Regions from separate parts of the Sus scrofa genome. Here region 1 is linked to region 2. The links are chromatin contacts, called in public HiChIP or PLAC-seq maps. All regions are on one chromosome and are shown on one strand. The core of a region is the stretch at or near the end of the contact, and the rest is flanking DNA. Distances in the headings are between cores, read along the strand shown.

Region 1 (2,700 bases), core at 59-2,558, 110 kb after region 2:
ATCATCAAAATTATGCCTCGAAGCTCGGATGTGCACACCCATTTCACTCTCACATGAATAGTGGAAATGCTGCCAAGAGCGGCTCTGCCGTCTTCTTGATGAGCCCGCGTTCTACCAACCTTCCCCTCTGACCGACTGACAGTAAGAAAGTACTGCAAAAAAGGAACTCTGGGTCGCCCCATTTTGCCCTTTCCCTCTATCTCACCGTTTTTAGCAAGTCGCTGGTTACTGCAAGAAGGTCACGTAACTAAGAATATGCTGTGGTTCCTCAGTTTGTGTGTTTTTCGGAATGCTATCGGCCTCCTTCTGTGTTAGAAGCAATTTCTGTCTTGGATAGAAAGCACACCTTGTCAGGATAGCCAGCACCCTTGCTCATGCAGGTACCAAAGAGCATGCTTGCCTGTGCCGGCTTTGAGTCTCGCCGAATTCCCATGCACCACAGAGGCACTGCCGGTCTCCGCCCATGGGGCCTTGCAGGCACTGTACAGGTGTGAGGCAGCGAGGCACAGCGGATGTACGTGTTGCTCATATAGCACCTGCTCACGTGCATGCATCCTTATCCTCTCAGACTTCACCTGAAGGACACAAGTTCAAAGAAAACATCATTGAGAATTGTCCGATGGGAGTTCCCATTACGGCTCAGTGGGTTAAGAACCTGACACAGTGTCCTTGTGTATGCAGTTTGATCCCTGGCCTCAGTGTGTTAAGGATCCAGCTTGCCACAAGCTGCAGCATAGGTTGCTGATGCAGCTCAGATCTGGTGTGGCTGTGGCTATGGTGCAGGCTGGCAGCTGCAGCTCCCTTCAACCCCTACCCAGGAACTTCCATAGGCTGTAGATGCGGCCCTAAGATATATATATTATATATATGTGATGTATATAAATGATGTATGTATGACGTATGTATATGAGTATATAAGTGTATATGCATCGTGTGTATTTATATATGATGGCAGGAGCCCTCCTGAACACAGAGCTCTGAGCATGGGTGTGACACCTAAGGAGGTGCCCCTGGGTGTAATAGAAGGAGGTCAGAACGGACACGGACTCCCACTGCTGTGTCCAGCACAGAGCCCTTGTAAACAGCAGAGAGAGGCTGGGAGGCGAGGAGCAGGGGCCGAGGGACAGGGCGCAGCCATGAAGGCGAGAGAGCGAGCACGGCTGCTGTTCTCCTCCCAGTTCCCTGAGGCCCCTCTGGTTCCCAGAAGGTCGGGCAGCGCACACAAAGGCGGCCCCACTGGCAGCTGGTACTGCGAGGTGGGGAGGAAAAGCGCTCCTTTCTGGGGCTGCTTCACTGCCATCTGTTGGAAACCGTAATAACGGCATCGGTTAACAGGGACGCCCGGGGATGGGGTCTTGGGCAACGCTCAGCCTGCGCAAGCGTGAGGGCAGCCCTGCTGTCATCCTCAGCGTCCTCAGGGGTCAGAGGCACGAACAGAACTCGCGCCCCGAGTGTGGCGGACCTCGAGGACGGCAGGCAGGCGTCGGGCAGAGGCCAGAGGGTGGCCCAGGCACAGCTCCGAAGGCCGTCTCAGAGGCATTCGGCTGAGAAGCGGGACCTGAAGTTCCTGGAGTTCCGGCTGTGGATGCGGCCCTGGGAAGCAGGTTCCATTCCCGCCCCCCCCGCCCCGGCACAGTGGGTTAAGGATCCCTAGTGGCTGCGGCTGTGGCTTAGGTCCCCACTGCAGCTCATATCTGATCCTTGCACATTCTTAGTTATGCGACATTCTTGTAATAACCTCAGGGCAGCCAAAAAAGAAAAAAAACCCAAAACCCTGTAGTTCCTCCTTTTATATCGCCTTGTCCCTGGGGGCCCATGAAGACTGCCTTGGCGGGGGCTTTTGGATAGTTTCCTCCTAGGGGATGAGATAGTGCTTTTATCTAGGAGAAGCCTCTAGAGGCTTCAAACAAACAAACAAACAAACAAAACACCCATACCCCTCCTTTTCCCTTGCTTTTGGGTAGAATTACATTAACTTTGTGTCTCTGTAACTTGCATTAATTAAAAGGTTCGAACATCAGATTAATGTATGTTTTATTAACAAAAGATGTGAAAATTGACTATCAGTGCAGTTTGTTTCACACACGTCTTTCTAATTATAGGGCCCCTGGGGTGGAAAAGCAGCAAAGGACTTTCAGAGATGCAGCTATTGGGGAGTTCCCACTGTGGCTCAGTGGAAATGAACAGAACTCAGAAAACTAAATATAGAACTACCATATGACCCAGCAATCCCACTCCTGGGCATATATCCAGAGAAAACTTTCATTGAAAAAGATACATGCCCCCCTATGTTCACTGCACTGCTGTTCGCCAGAGCCAAGACGTGGAAACAACCTAAATGTCCATTGACACATGAATGGATTGTGTCATACACACACACACACACACACACACACACACACACACACACACACAATGGAATACTACTCAGTCACAAAAAAGAACAAAATAATGCCATTCGCAGCAACATGGGTGGAACTAGAGACTCTCAAGCTAAGTGAAGTAAGTCAGAAAGAGAAAGACAAATACCATACGATATCACTTATATCTGGAATCTATTATACGGCACAAAGGAACCTTTCCACCGAAAAGACAGTCATGGACTTGGAGAACAGACTTGTGGTTGCCAAGGGGGAGGGGGAGGGAGTGGGAAGGACTGGGAGTTGGGGCTTAGTAGATGCAGACTGTTGTATTGGGAGT
Region 2 (2,700 bases), core at 68-2,567:
CTTCGCAGAGTTTTTCACACATTCTACAAACACATCCTTAGAAAGAGAAAAACTTCCCTCTGGATATAAAAAATGTCTTCCATATTAGACCCAGAGTGATACTTTATTCATTAGGTCACTCCAAAAATTATTCAGGTGTTCTCTCTCCTTTTTTTTTTTTTTTTTTTTTTTTTTTTTTGCCTTTCAGGGCCATACCCACGGCATATGGAGGTTCCCAGGCTAGGGGTCAAATGAGAGCTGCAGCTGCTGGCCTACGTCACAGCCACAGCAACCCAGGATCCTATCGACATCTGTGACCTGTACCACAGCTCATGGCCACACAGGATCCCTAACCCACTGAGTGAGGCCAGAGATCGAACCACAACCTTACAGTTACTAGGCAGATTCGTTTCTGCTGCACCACAATGGGAACTCCTTATCCGGGTGTTCTTAGTGCAAAACACTTACATCAGGAGCTAAAAATACAGGGTTGAACAAGACAGTAAGGCCCCATGACCTCATAGAAACTTAGGTGAAGGAAAACAACTAACCAGGTAATGCAATAAAGTATAATGGAAGAACTAGAAGACTATGGAAGACTCAAAGTTGAATCTCCTCACCCAGAAGGAATGCTTAAATTTAAGGAGTGGTTAGGTCGAGGAAGGGGAGGAATTTACCCTTTCCAGGACTCTAAACAGATCTGAACAGTTAATCACTATAGCCTCTTTCTTTTCTTTTTTTAAATGGTGGTACCTGCAGCATATGGAATTCCCCAGGCTACGGGTCAAACGGGAGCTGCAGCCACCGGCCTATGCCACAATCACAGCAACGCCAGATCCAAGCCACATCTGCGACCTATGTGGCAGCTCATGGCAATGCCAAATCCTTTATAACCCACTGAGGCCAGGAATTGAATCCAGATCCTCACAGATACCAGTCGAGTTCTTAACCCACTGAGCCACAATGGGAATTCCTTTTTCTTTCATTCTTTTTTTTTCACTATCATTTCTTGAAACACTCTTCTGCCTATATAACCCCTACACCAATTATCCTGCCACCTTTTCAGGCTCCTTTGCTTGTTTCTCATTTTATCTACAAATGCTAGAGCCTGGTGCCAGAACTCAGTCTCAAGCCACCTTTTCTATTCCCCAGCTGACCTCGTCTATTCTGTCTTTAAATACTAGCTGTAAGTCAAACACATCATTTCCAGTCCAGGACACTCCAACCAACCTACTTAACATCGCTGCCTTCATTACCTCACAGGCCTCTCACACTGTCTTTTTCCCTACAAGCAGGGACCCTACTTCCTTGTACCAGCTCTCCCAACCCTTGTCATCACTACCCTCGGTTACTCCTGCCTGAAAACAGAATGTCGTCTTTAGTACCGCCCTCCTCCACCTCAATTCAAGACCAGACCTTGTCAATTCTATCTCCAAAATGCTGATAAAGTTAACACATCTGCTTTCTCCGTTCCCAGGAACACCAACCTAGTCTATTTCCCTTCATGCAACCATGTGCCACCCCCACCATTCTCCATTTAGCAGCCCATGATCTTTAAAACTGCAAACGAATCCCCTTTAAGCAAACCTTTTAACAAGTTTCTGCTCTATTTTCCAACAGCTAAAAGACCCTGTATGATCTTGCCCCTGCCTATTTCTTCAGCTTCAGTTAAAGAAACCTCTCATCCCCTCCACTGCCCCACCTCAGCCGTCTTTTTTAGGTTCTTTCTACAATAAACATGTTACCGATTTCAGTGTTCATACACGCTGTGCCTTTCTACCTGCAACACTCTTCTCTCCAATGCTCCACCACAGCAACCACTGGTCCACAGGTTCACAGTGTTTAAGTCTCAGCTTAAACATTTCCTTAGAGAAGCATTTCCTCACCAATCACGCTAGCTAAGTATTACTATTACTCTCATAAGCTCCAAGGTTTCTTTCCTTCATAACATTTATCACACACTGGTAATTATCGTATTTGTAGACTGGCTTTATGTCTGCCTCTCCTGTTACTCAAGTTCCACTGAGAGTAGGGACTTCACTGTTTGTATACCCAGTTTGTATACCCAGATATGTCTCGTATTTAAAATACTCAACAGGGAGTTCCCGTCGTGGCTCAGTAGTTAACGAATCCGACTAGGAACCATGAGATTACGGGTTAGATTCCTGGCCTTGCTTAGTGAGTTAAGGATCCGGCATTGCCGTGAGCTGTGGTGTAGGTCACAGACTCGGCTTGGATCCCTCGTTGCTGTGGCTCTGGTGTCCGCCGGTGGCTACAGCTCCGATTAGACCGCTAGTCTGGGAGCCTCCATATGCCGCGGGAGCGGCCATCAAAAGGCAAAAAGACAAAAAATATTCATCAAATTTATTAAAAGAATAACTTAATGAATCAACAACAACAAAAAAGATGCCTTGGAAGTAGCTGTGATCACCTAGGGGCAGTGAGAGCAAAAAAAGCATATTTATATTTTTAGCCCACAAAGGCCAGTATATGGTACTTTTTTAGGCCATAAATATTACAGCGTATACATGTTATCTCTGACATCAAATTGTGAACTCCTGGAATGAACTGCTAGAATCTGACAGTACTAGTTATAAACAAAAGTGATTCTCTTCCGGAGTTCCCATCAGGGCGCAGCACAAACGGACCTGACCAGGAAGCATGAGGTTTCAGGTTCGATCCCTAATCCTGCTCAGCGGGTTAAGGATCCAGCATTGCTGG

The links. HiChIP or PLAC-seq counts read pairs in DNA pulled down with a chosen protein or histone mark.
Region 1: an H3K27ac HiChIP or PLAC-seq map of alveolar macrophages shows a contact between it and region 2. The contact joins two enhancer-like sites. A contact is called at or near these places in 1 of 5 promoter capture datasets (liver) and 1 of 2 datasets of contacts at active chromatin or transcription factors (alveolar macrophages).

What each region holds. Positions count from the first base shown.
Region 1 is chr9:256,068-258,767 of Sscrofa11.1, forward strand. No RefSeq gene overlaps it. Among named protein-coding and RNA genes, the nearest start is that of DENND5A, 11 kb to the right of the region's middle. Within about 2 kb of position 1,309, at least 30 of the 83 cell types and tissues checked have an H3K27ac peak or open chromatin away from gene starts, as enhancers often do. A contact at or near this core is called in alveolar macrophages, where this site is marked.
Region 2 is chr9:149,179-151,878 of Sscrofa11.1, forward strand. The region is part of intron 1 of IPO7 (importin-7); the gene reads right to left. Among named protein-coding and RNA genes, the nearest start is that of IPO7, 13 kb to the right of the region's middle. Within about 2 kb of position 1,318, at least 4 of the 83 cell types and tissues checked have an H3K27ac peak or open chromatin away from gene starts, as enhancers often do. A contact at or near this core is called in alveolar macrophages, where this site is marked.